Linked DNA regions of Mus musculus: all the other regions are linked to region 3. Evidence: chromatin contacts called from public ChIA-PET and Hi-C data. All regions are on one chromosome and are shown on one strand. The core of a region is the stretch at or near the end of the contact, and the rest is flanking DNA. Distances in the headings are between cores, read along the strand shown.

What was found. Hi-C and Micro-C count contacts between places; a contact is called where the count stands out from the background. ChIA-PET counts read pairs in DNA pulled down with a chosen protein or histone mark.
Region 1: a contact with region 3 is called in a Hi-C map of trophoblast stem cells, with 1.8 times the contacts expected there. The contact joins two enhancer-like sites. A contact is called at or near these places in 2 of 15 datasets of contacts at CTCF or cohesin (embryonic stem cells and large pre-B cells), 3 of 484 Hi-C or Micro-C datasets (double positive thymocytes, hematopoietic stem and progenitor cells and trophoblast stem cells), 7 of 115 datasets of contacts at active chromatin or transcription factors (effector CD8 T cells and embryonic stem cells) and 4 of 9 other capture datasets (adipose tissue, embryonic stem cells, liver and 1 more).
Region 2: a contact with region 3 is called in an RNA polymerase II ChIA-PET map of memory CD8 T cells, with 7 read pairs. The contact joins two enhancer-like sites. A contact is called at or near these places in 10 of 484 Hi-C or Micro-C datasets (the MC3T3-E1 cell line, brain, cerebellar granule neurons and 7 more), 15 of 115 datasets of contacts at active chromatin or transcription factors (the NIH/3T3 cell line, T-cell acute lymphoblastic leukemia, bone marrow-derived macrophages and 9 more) and 3 of 9 other capture datasets (adipose tissue, liver and pancreatic islet).

Annotation. Positions count from the first base shown.
Region 1 is chr4:43,923,667-43,927,867 of GRCm38.p6, forward strand. Reck (reversion-inducing-cysteine-rich protein with kazal motifs) reads left to right here. Exons shown (of 21, transcript NM_016678.2): 12 at 1,395-1,531; 13 at 3,480-3,620. Among named protein-coding and RNA genes, the nearest start is that of Glipr2, 32 kb to the right of the region's middle. Within about 2 kb of position 2,350, at least 17 of the 459 cell types and tissues checked have an H3K27ac peak or open chromatin away from gene starts, as enhancers often do. A contact at or near this core is called in trophoblast stem cells, where this site is marked.
Region 2 is chr4:44,269,907-44,273,948 of GRCm38.p6, forward strand. No RefSeq gene overlaps it. Among named protein-coding and RNA genes, the nearest start is that of Melk, 29 kb to the right of the region's middle. Within about 2 kb of position 1,400, at least 41 of the 459 cell types and tissues checked have an H3K27ac peak or open chromatin away from gene starts, as enhancers often do. A contact at or near this core is called in memory CD8 T cells, where this site is marked.
Region 3 is chr4:44,064,283-44,068,310 of GRCm38.p6, forward strand. Gne (glucosamine (UDP-N-acetyl)-2-epimerase/N-acetylmannosamine kinase) reads right to left here. Exons shown (of 12, transcript NM_001190414.2): 2 at 2,473-2,678. The coding sequence starts at 2,636. Among named protein-coding and RNA genes, the nearest start is that of Gne, 6.4 kb to the right of the region's middle. Within about 2 kb of position 1,614, at least 132 of the 459 cell types and tissues checked have an H3K27ac peak or open chromatin away from gene starts, as enhancers often do. A contact at or near this core is called in memory CD8 T cells and trophoblast stem cells, where this site is marked.

The DNA of each region.
Region 1 (4,201 bases), core at 1,100-3,599, 140 kb before region 3:
TCTCATACATTTAGGAAGGGAGGCTGTGGGTGAAGGTGTGCCACCTCTGACTGTGTGGTGGTTTTCAGGGATCGGGCTTAAGCTGTTCTTCAGGCTTGGTGGGCGGCATGTCAGCTCACTGTACCATCTCTAGCCCATCTGTGGCTGTAGTTGTGTTCCCGACTGGCACTCCACTTGACTTAGGGATTCTTTCTGTGCCGTCGCCTTCTCCTCCTTGCTTGTCCTCTCAGCTGCCACTCTGTCTTTATTATCATCACCCAGTGGGAGTCAGTGGCCAGTCTTCGGGTCCTGCTCTTAGGAAACAGTGCTGAATGGTTTACTTAGGAGATGTCAGACAAGTACCTGGTGGGAGAAGCAGACCCTCACTGCACAGCCCTCTGCTGCTCTCCAGGCGTCTGCTTTTCCAAGACCAAGTCCACACCAAGCCCTAAACCCTTGGTGTGCGGCTCAGTGCTGCTCAGTTCAGATTAATTACCGTCCAGATCATTTTTTAACTTTTCTTATTTGGTTTAATTTTGATTTTGGAGTCTTCCTGCCTTACTCTATCTATAGTCAGGCTGGCCTTGACCTCATAGCAATCCTCCTGCCTCAGCCTCCTGAGCAGAGATGACAGGTATGAGCTGTCATGCCTGGCTTTTAATGAGTTTTCTGACATGACTCAAGAATGAGCTGAATAAGGGAGAGGTTGAGGTCTAACTATGTGATAATAAGTCAGAGGTCACACATGGGAAGGATGTGCTCATGAAGGTTTCCTTCAGCTAAGGAGCCAAGCCTTCCTCAAAACTAAGAAAAACTAGGAAAGACGTGTGTGTCTTATGTCTACATGTATGCATGCACCACATGCTTGCCTGGTACCCACGGAGGTCAGAAGACCCCTAGAACTGGGGTTACAGATGGTTTTCAGCCACCATGTAGATACTAAAAACTAAACCCATGTCCTCTGCAAGAGCATCAAGTGCTTTTAACTATGTGCCCAGCTTTCCAGCCCTAAACTAAAAAAAAAAAAAAAATGTTGGAAACTCTCTGGTTATTATAAGCCAAACACCACAGTGATAACTAAAAGATCTTAAGATGAGAAAGGGAGGAAAGGAAGGAGAGCAGAGGCAACCGCCTCGGGCCTTGAAAATGGCTTACAGTTTGCAAAGCAGACTGGCCAGCTCAAGTTCCTTTTAAAGGGGGTAGACGCGACACCATGCTTGGAGCAATAAATGTAAGTCTCAGATTACAGGAAGTTAGGCTTTGTAGCTGGAAGTTTACTGTGTAGCTGGAAGTCCCTGTGACTGCTGGGAAAGCTCAGCAGGTAATGGACGCTTCTGAGAGGTTTAAGAAACACAGCTTTGACCAGACAACGTGAGACAGAACCATGAATACAAAATGTTCTTTTTTCTTTCAAGATCAGATTGTGTAGAGATTCTCAAGAAATGTGGAGACCAGAATAAATTCCCTGAAGAACACACAGCTGAAAGTATCTGTGAGTTTCTGTCCCCTGCAGATGACCTGGAGAGCTGTATCCCTCTGGACACGTACCTCAGTAAGGACTGCGTGGGTTTGAGTTTAGAGCTCAAGGGCTTCTCTCATGGTCTCTGCTCTTGTTCTTTGCCTAGGATGAGGAACTATTGTTTGAAGATACCATCTGCATTCGTTATGTTTCTGTTGCTGTGGCAAGAAACACCCAACAAAAGTGTTTAAAGGGAGGAAGGGTTTACTTGGCTCACAGTTCAAGGGTACAGGGGCAACCATGGCAACAGGACTGGGAAGCAGGATCATCAGGCGTTCGGAGGCAGAGGCTGTGCTCAGCTCCCTTCTTCAGTCCAGGCCCCTAACTAATGGAACGGTGCCATCCAATAGGGTAGGGCTAATCTCTCCCCTGAGGGTCCAGAATTTTGTCCCCTAAGTGACTAGACCCTGTCAAGTTGTCATTGCTATCTTAAAATGAGTAAGCAGAAGCTGTAGTTTATCTTTCGGAGGAAAGATGAACTATTTGCCAGTCAGGAACTGTAAAGATGGAAGCGGAAGACAATGTCATCAGAAGTCATGATGTGACCAGAACGTGGAATTCCCCCTAGGAAACTGTCAGCTCTTGTCATCCATATATCAGAACATGAGCAGGCCTGGATTACACTTACCAAATAGAGAAGGGAAGAAAGAGCTCTCCCCTGGGCTCGCACAGGGAAGTGGAACTTGTCTTACTACTTGAGTTTCTTCCTGACAGACACTTCTGCCAAGAGCTACAGCAGTAGGTTGGTACCTCCTTGAGGGAGGAATTGCACAAAGAGCTCCTTAGCAGTGAGACCAGTGAGGCCATGCCCTTAAGTGTTTGGGCCGCCACCAGGGGGCGCCAGTGCCATAAACTATCTGGCCAACAGAAAAGCCTACTTGCTGCTTTTCCAGTTAGGATTAAGCCCAACTGCCAATAACAGAGCAGTTAGAAGCACAGGAAGACTCAGAGCAAGTAGGCCAGGATGTTTATGGTGGTGCAGCATCAGGAATGCAGGCTTCTCAGCCTTCCTGCACTCACTCTGTTCCCTGCACTTCGCTGGCCTGCCAAGGATGCTGGCACTTTATCCAACTCACTCTAGTTGGCAAAAGGGAGGTGAAGAACCTTCTATTATAATCTCAGGGGATGCTTATAAGTGTATGGAAAACTTGGAAGGGTTGTCTTTTTAGCTTTGGGTTTATGACCACCTTGAATAAAAACAGGATCTACTAAACAAATAGAGAAGAAAGGGTGGTGAGTGTATAACAGGCAGTATCTGTTGGGCTCTCAGGATAGAGACTATGGAACATGCCCTAGCTTTTGCCCCTGTGACCTTGGGAAGATCCCCTCCCAAGTTCTAGGTAAGACTGCCCAGAGTGATGGGGCTGAGCGAGAAGGCTCCCGCAGCCTCTGTCTCTGCTAATTCACAATGCTAGCAGCCTACAGCAGTGTGTGTTGGAGAAAATGATTTCAGCAGGAAGGAAACGAGACAACACTCCAGCATGAACAGCAGCACTCTCCTTAAATACCACATGTGCTTGCAATGCTGCTCTCCCTTGGCAGGATGTTGGAAGGTAGATATGACTGTGTTGTGGGTCTCCATAACAGATGGCCATTTATTATTCAACACATAAACATGTATTTGATCACCATAGCCCAGGCAAGTCCCATCTCTGAACTGCTGGCCACTGAAGTTATCTGAGTTGATCTTATTCTCTTCCAGATAGGAACTCCATGTTAGCTTGTCTGTTTTGTTCATTAGTGTATCTAGTACCCAGGTCCTGCCAACTGTATTGTAGGTCCCCATTAGTAAGTGAATGGTTGGGTACATTGTGATAAGCTGACAAATGAAGAAATCCAAATGTTTAGTTAGGGCTGGTTAGACTCAGGCCTTACTTTCTGCCTGTGAGCTCTCCATCTCTTCCAGTCATGATGATCCGGGTAACTTAAAGATGCGCTACTCTTTTAGATTGATTACACTGATCAGTTTTGGGCTTTTCAGGGCCAAGTGCTTTAGGAAACATCATAGAAGAAGTGACTCACCCCTGTAACCCAAACCCCTGCCCAGCCAACGAGCTCTGTGAAGTGAACCGGAAGGGGTGTCCGTCTGCAGATCCCTGCCTTCCATACTCCTGTGTTCAAGGTAAGAGATGGCACTGTGAGTGCCGTATGCACATGGGGCATGTGCTGGCACTTCCTTAGAGGAGGGGTCTTTACCCGGGCTACAAGGACATTTTCTGTGCTATCTTTTTATGTAATGTTTAAGGGTTTTCCACACACACAAAAAAAGTATATTTATGCAAACAAAGACACATATGTTGAGATTTAATCTCTTGCTAGGTATTGTAATGCTCAATACTGGCTCCCAGGGTCTGGTGGCCCCCAGGGATGAGGAAGTCCTCATGTACACCAAGTGATGCTGTGTAACCTTGCTCCTTAGTTTAAAACTACTGGTTGAATAAAGATGCTGACAGCCTATATCTGGAAGAACAGTCATTGCTCTTAACCACTGAACCATCTCTCCAGCCTCTGATTGTTTATTTTTTGATAAGGTCTCACTACATAGTAGCCCAAGCCATCTTCCTGCCTCAGCTTTCCAGTTCTGGAAGTACAGGTGTATATTTCTGTACTTGGCCAAAGCTATGTATCGTCATAGTAGTTTTGTACTAAATTATTTGGGGTATGTGTCCTTAATCACGCGTAAGACATGGAATTTTCATTTGA
Region 2 (4,042 bases), core at 150-2,649, 210 kb after region 3:
AAAGGGATAACAATGGGGGACGAGACTCCCTGTTTTTATATATTTGACAGATGATTTGGAGGCCACATTTGAAATGTATTCTGTGGTCCAAATGTCCCCCCTGGGACTAAGGATGCAAGTCTTAACAAGTGTTGTATAATAGGGGCCTGAAGTTAACAATGCTTCGTATCCTGGAAAATCGCCAAGATGGTTCATTTCTATTTAGCTATTTATCTGTGTGTAGGTGTGGCGGGAGGTGCTTGACCATGTGTGTGCATGGTGAAACCAGAGGTTGAAGTCAGGTGTCTTCCTCCCCTTTCCCCTTTTTGAAGCAGGGTCATTTATGGAATCTGATCTTCACCAGTTGACAATCCTTGGAATCCTCCTGTCTCTGCCTCCCAGTGCTGAGATTACAGGTGTGTGCCACCACACCCAATTTTTAAACTAGGAGATCCAAACTCTGATCTTCATGCACGCCCAAAGAGCACTCTACTCACTGAGCTAACTCCCACTCCATCCCTTATTGTATTGTCTTAAATTCATTATTAGCAATTTACAAGAACGCCTCAGTGTGTAGTCCAGGTTATACAGACATCTGTGTTAGTTACTTCTCTGCTGTTGTGACTAAACACCATGGCTGACCCCCCTTATAGAGGGAAGAGTTTATTCAGAGGATGAGTCCTAACAGCCCTGGAGGCATGGGCGCTGATGGCTGATACGGGAAACAGAAAGAAGCACATCTTCAACCCCAAGCACAAAGCAGAGAGAGTGTGTGAGGTAGAAGTGGGGGAAGGCTGTGAACCCTCAAAGCCCACCCCATGCTCTATTTCTTCCAGTAAGGCTACACACACACACACACACACACACACACACACACACACACTGACACCTCCCCAGGCACCACCCGGGGACCAAGGACTCAAATGTCTGAGCCTATGAGGGGACATTCTCAGTCAAACCTCTGCATCACTCCTGGGCCTCCTTAGTCATAACCAAATCACAATTAAAAAAAAATGCATCGAGTTCAACTTCTAAAATCTCCACAGTCTTTAACAGACTCAACATGATTCAAAAGTCCAAAGTTTCTTCTGAGATATAAGGTAATCTCTTGACTGTCACTTCCTGTAAAACAAAACAAAACAAAAACAATAAATTCCATACTTCCAACATTCAATGGTACGAAATATATATTAGCATTCCAAGAGGGACGTGTTGGGGTATAGTGGGGGAAATACTGGCCCAAAGCAAAACTCATCAGGACAAACTCCAGGTCTGATGTCAGTGAATTTAGCTCAGCCCCTCCAGCACTGCTGCCTTCAGCCTACATCTCTGCCTCGGGCCACCTCCACTTCCTGTGTACAGCTCTCTGTAGCAGACGACTTAGGGTTCTGATTTCTCCCACATCCTGCAGTACAGACTTTCTTTTCACAGCTTTACACAATGGCTGCTCGCTCAGGGCCTTCTGCTTACAGCAACCCTAGCACTGGTACACATTGGTTGGCCTCAGTAACTCTCTGAAACCACAGAGGAAGAACCCACAAGCCCTTGCTCTTGCATCTTTCATGCCCCTAAGTGACTAATGCATAGAGGACACAGCCAAATTCAACTGTGGGCTTGGGATCGCACCTCGCCCCTTTGACCATGAGCAGAAACTTTGGTATGGTATAGCTTTCTCAAGTAGAAGAGCCCTTAGGCTCCATTCTACTAGTCCAGAGCTTAGCTAGGTGGGGCCTTTCCCTAGGGCACCCCTCCTATTAGTACCGCCCAGAGCAGGCTTGCACTACAGTCTGAGGTGCTTGTTTTCCTATCTGCGGATGAAGGCAGGAGAAGAATATAATTTTATATTATGAAATAAAAGAGCCAGGTGCACATACTTGGGAGACCAAGGCAGGCAGATCTCTGTGAGTTCACAGCTAGCCTGGTCTACAGAGCAAATTCCAGGACAGACAGGGCACAGGGCTACATAACAGTGAGACCCTATCTCAGAGAGAGAGAGAGAGAGAGAGAGAGGAGAGAGAGGAGAGAGAGAAAGAATTTGGGACTAGGGAGTTTTGTTTTACTTGGAGATTGGGTCTCTTGTAGCCTTAAGAATGTGGCCTTAAGAATAACTGAACTGATTTGCCTGTCTCTGCCTCCCAAATGCTGAGATTACAAGCATGAACAACACATCTGTTTTATGTGGTATTGGGCATCAAACCCGGGACCTCACACATACTAGGCAAGCACTCTATCAATTGAGCCATGTGCTCAGAGTTCAGAACTTTTCTTTATGATAGTATCATATCCAGAACCTAGTTTTTTCTTTCTTTCTTTTTTAAATATTTATTTTATGTATATGAGTACACATATACATACTGTGAGCCTTCATGTGGTTGTTGGGAATTGAATTTTAGGACTTCTGCTTGCTCGCGTCAACCCTGCTTGCTCTGGTCAACTCTGCTTGCTCAGTCCCTGCTCACTCTGGCTCAAAGATTTATTCACTGTACTGTAATAAGTACACTGTAGCTGTCTTCAGACGCACCAGAAGAGGTTGTCGGATCTCACTATGGGTCATTGTGAGCCACCATGCTAGCTCTCCAGCCCTTCTTTCTTCTAGTTTTCTGAAATAAGAGTCTTGCTTTGCTCCTTATTCCTGGTCTTTCTGTCTCTGTTTCCCCAGGGTTTTTTGTGGCACGCGTGCGTGTGCGTGTGCATGTGCGTGTGTGTGTGTGTGTGTGTTTGTGTGTGTGTGTTTGTGTGTGTATGTGTGTGTGTGTGTGTGTGTGTGTGTGTGTGTGTGGTGTTTGTGTGTACAAGCATGTGCATTTGTGTGAGGGCCAGAGGTCAACCTTTAGAGTGTGTGGTGGTTTGAATGAGAACGGCCTCCACAGGCTCATGTATTTGAATACTTGGTCCCCAGTGGATGAAACTGCAGGAAAATGATTAAGAGGTTTGTCCTTGCTGGAGGAGATGTGTCACTGAGGGTGAGCTTTGAGGTTTCAAAAGCCCACACTGTCTTAGTCAATATTCTGTTGCTGTAAAGAGACATCATGACTGTGGCAACTATTATAAAAGGAAACATTTAATTGGGGCTGGCTTACAGGTTCAGAGATTTAGTTCATTATAATCATGGTGGAAAACATGGTGGCACGCAGGCAGACATGGTGCTGGACAAGGAGCTGAGAGTTCTATCTCTGGACTGGCAGGCATCACTGGGGGTGGGGGTGGCACACTGGGCCTGGCTTGAGCATCTGTAAGCCCCCCCCCACCCCCAGTGACACACTTCCTCCAACCAGGCCACAGCTACACCAACAAGGCTATATACCTCCTAATCCTTGTTAAGTAACACCATTCCCTAATGACCAAGTCTCCAAATATATGCACCTACAGGGGCCATTCCTTTCTAACTACCTTACACACCATTCTTAGTTAGCTCAATCTGCCTCCTGATTGTTTGGAGTTGTAAGTTCTCAGCTATTGCTCCAGCACCATGTCTGTTTGCCTACTTCCATGCTCCCTGCCACAGTAGTTAAGGACTCTGACCCTTGAAACTATGAGCCCCAAATTAAATGTTTTCACATATAAGTTGCCTTGGTCATGCTGTCTTATCATTGCAATAGAACAGTAACTAAGAGTTGTTTCTTAGGTTTCATCCACTTTGTTTTGATTTTTGAGAAAGGAACTCTCGTTGGCCTGGGGGTCAAACAATTAAACTATGCTGGTTGGGAGTAAAAGAGAATCAAAAAGAACCAAGCATGTGTGGTGGTTTGAACAAGAATGACCCCCCCCCCCCATAGACTCATGGGTTTGAATGCTTGGCCCATGAGGAATGGCATTATTAGGAAATGTGGCCTTTTGGGGGAAGTGTGTCACTGTTGGGAAAGGCTTTGAAGTCTCATACTCTCAAGCTAAGTCCAGTGTTGCTCAGAGTCCTCTCCTGGTGCCTGTGAATCAAGATGTAGAACTCTTAGCTCCACCACCACGTCTGCCTGCACACTGCCACGTTTCTCTCCATGATGATAATGGACTAAACCTCTGAAGCTGTAAGCCAGCCCCAATTATAAGAGTTGCCTTCATAAGAGTT
Region 3 (4,028 bases), core at 364-2,863:
ATTACCAAGTCCAGCCACAGCACAAGGTACAACTTTGGCTATATCTGGAACACAGCCACTGTGCTCTCAGAAAACACTTCCCAGAAGATGTCACCTCAATGATGCTGGTCTCTTCTTAATCACCGCTAATTTCTTAGCTCCAGCTAACCAGCATCAATAGTCCCAGTAATGCAAAGTTTTTGCTTTGGTAGTTCTGGTATCTTGTTAATCACAGCTGATTCTTCAGCCCCAGCTAACCAGAACTACAGAATCTTCACAATCAAAACAGCAATGGCCCTGAAAAGAGTCTTTAATTTTCCCTCTGAAATTTCACAAGCCAGGCCTCCATCTTCTACACTGTTCTCAACATTATCTTCCAAGCTCCTACACAACATCCCACAGAGCTCTTAACAACGAATGGATCTTCAAGACCAAAGTTCCAAAGTCCTTCCACAGACCTCCCCAAAACATGGTCAGGTTGTCACAGGAATACCCCACTCTGCTGGTACCAATTTGTCTTAGTCAGGGTTTCTATTCCTGCACAAACATCATGACCAAGAAGCAAGTTGGGGAGGAAAGGGTTTATTCGGCTTACACTTCCATGCTGCTGTTCATCACCAAAGGAAGTCAGGACTGGAACTCAAGCAGGTCAGGGAGCAGGAGCTGATGCAGAGGCCATGGAGGGATGTTCTTTACTGGCTTGCTTCCCCTGGCTTGCTCAGCCTGCTCTCTTATAGAACCAAGACTACCAGCCCAGAGATCGTCCCACCCACAAGGGGCCTTTCCCCCTTGATCACTAATTGAGAAAATGCCTTAGAGTTGGATCTCAAGGAGGCATTTCCTCAACTGAAGCTCCTTTCTCTGTGATAACCCCAGCTGTGTCAAGTTGACACAAAACTAGCCCAGTACACTGTGTATAAATTAATTAATTTATTTATTAGACAAAAATGAGCTAGGCATGGTGACACATGTCTGTAATTTCAGAACAAGGTTATTCTTGGCTACATACAGAGTTTGATGCCTGTCTGGGCTAAAAGAAACCGTCTCACAAATTGAAACAAAAATCTCCCTAAAACAAAAACTATAAAAAATAAAATAAAATCTGTAAAATGTATTCTCATAGTTTAAACCTGAGAAGGTACAAGAAGGTTATGTGAAGTCCCTCACAGTCTTGTCTGCACGTTACTCAGCTCCTCACGTTAGAAGGTACCCAAGCACGCACGCACGCACTTCCCCTTAGTACTAGCTGGGTTTCCTACTCAACAGTCTCACCAGCAAATATTACCTTTCGACCTCAGGGGCTGTGGCTGCTTCCACTTCCTGGAGCGCCTCCTTCCTGCCAGCCTTCCTGCCCAAGCTTTGTCACACAAAACCTACTGAGACTTTCACCTCCAGCTCGCACTACGTCCTACCAATCAAGTGCACTGTCTTAGGAAGCCAGAATTCATTTCAAGTGAAAAAGAAGACTATCCACGGGAGGTCCCATAAGCTTGCTCCCTGCTCCTCACTGTCCTCTCACAGCAGGCTGACACGTGGAGACTGGAGACAGGCGGAGGTCTGCTTACTGTTCTCCATGTGCGGCCATGCGGCTCCAGCAGTCTTTGGAGGCTGCAAGGCCATTTCACACCACAAGGGTGCGCTAGATGCACACCGAGGGCAGAGCCAAGGCTCCTTTCTGGTTTCTCCATGCAGGGCTCTCTCAGAATACCTTTCAGTTTTCAAATATACCCTGCATATGGTGCAAACCTTAATGTCACACACATAATACCAATGATCTTGGTAACAGGACATTTTAATTTGCCTCAAAATAGGTTAGATTTTTGTATATCTTGTTTCATTTATACTACTTTACATGCAATTAACCTGTAAACCAGTGTTGGTTTCTGTTGTTGTTTGTTTGTTTGTTTGGAGACAGGGTCTTACTGTGCAGCTCTTTACTAGACTAAAACTCACTAAGTAGTTTGGGCAGGCCTCAAACTCAAAGCAATCCTCCTGCCTCTGCTTCTCAAGTAGACATGCACCACTACGCTCATTGCCCTCAAAACTCACAGGACACATTGGGGTGAAGGAAAGCATGCCAGCGGTAAAGCATGTGTTTAGCATGCTTGAGGCTCTGGGCTCAAACCCCAACCCCAAAATTATGCCTTGAAGCCATGTTATTATAGTCCAACTTTTATATACACACACACACACACACACACACACACACACATATTTATGGTATTTCTTCTGAGTGCAGTAATGTTTCCAGCTGTTGGTTATCAAGTATCTACTAAACAGCATCACTGTGACAGGCTTCACTGCCATGTTGGTTTCACCCAATTTTGTAACTGAAGACGCCAACTCTGGGATGCTTCCCAAGTTCTCCGAGGTACACAGAGACTAGGGAGGAACTACCTGACAGGAGGTCCACAAGCCTACCAGACCCAAGCTCCCCAGGGCACACCGTCGGGGGTGGGAGTGGGGGGGGAAGCAAGGAAGCACTCAGCTCACCCATAGTCGTCAATCAGGTGGGAGCCGAGCACCACCACGTCCAACTCAAAGAACGCGGGCTCTGTCTTGATGCCGAACATGATCGGGGCCAGTTTGGAGTAGTCAGCTCGGTTGCAGGTGGCAACGCAAACCCGGAGCTTTCGGTTGTTCCCGTTCTTCTCCATGACTTGCTTCTTTTTACTTGAGAGTTTCTTAAAATAGAGTTCCTAATGATACAAAAAGTAAGTTCTTGTTTGTAACTGGAATTACCACTAGGTAGGAAAGCGGCGTTTTCAGTTGCTTGGCTTGTAACCTTTGCTCCCCTGTGCCGCTCGGCATAACACTCTTGTTGGTGTGTGATGATGAAATTCCAGCAGGCTGACCTAGCTCCACCCCTTTCTCTCACTGGCACACCAAAACACAATGTTCTTTCAAAGGATAAATAAATATCAGCTCTTTGATTATTAGCTTAAAACTGTGTGCTAGAAATTTAAAAAAAATACTTAGTATACTCACAAGTGAGCCCAACAAAGTTGACTGTTAGAAAGCCTGGGTAGATGCCTCCCAAGTGCTGGGATTAAAGGCGTGCCCCACCACTGCCTCCCGCCCAACCCCCAAGTTCACATCTTTAAAGAACATGTCTTTGCCCTCACACTTCCCAGTCCCTTGGGAAGATAAGGATGCTTAGGAGGAAAGTCGACCTCTAAGACCCCACCTGTACCAGCATGCTGGGCCTCGAGGTCGACTCCAAATGCCCACATATGGCTCTGCTAGGCATCCCCAAGCCACCTGAAAGCCAACTTCCCAACCTGATCTGATTTTCTGCTGCAAACCTGTTTTTCCATTTGTTCTCTAACTCAGTTAGGGACCACTCATCCAAACGCCCTGATACCTTGCTGCTTCCATCCCTCACCAGTCCCCCTAAGCCCTGTTAATCACCCTTGAGCGCTCAGTCTGTCTCCTCCTCTGACCCCCACCAGCCTTTCCCTTAGAGCAGTCTCTCGTCTTGAGTCTGAGACCGTGGTCAGTGGTGGGTCTGCCTCTAGTGCTGCCTTCTCCCACAGACTTTTAAAGGAACGCTCCCAACTTCACAGATCTGATTGTCACACCAACCAGCATGCCTCACTAATGGGATAGAATCCAAACTGCTAACCTGGACCTCACCCAGTCTTTTAAACCACCTCTCTCTCTCTCTCTCCTACCTTTACCAACTGTCAAAGCTTCGGCATATGAGAAAGCCTGTGGACTCACTAGTGGCTCTATGCCATCCATAGATCTAAGCACCTCTGCCGAAAACTTCCTTCCCCTCTTGCCCAGACTCCTACTCAGGCTCCAAAAATCAGCCAAGTGTCACCTCTTCTGGAAAGGATTCACAGAAACCCCAGGTCCTTCTCACCCCATCCCTTACAGATGCCACCTTCCTCTTGGCACTGAGGCCCTACCACATACACAAAAACCCTTTAGTGTAACTCCTCTGCTCACCTATCTTCCTGTCCACCCTCGTGCCACACCCTTCATCCGCAAAGTCAAAAATTAGAACGAGAGATGCTTGCTTTATGGAATTTGTCTCTACTTGT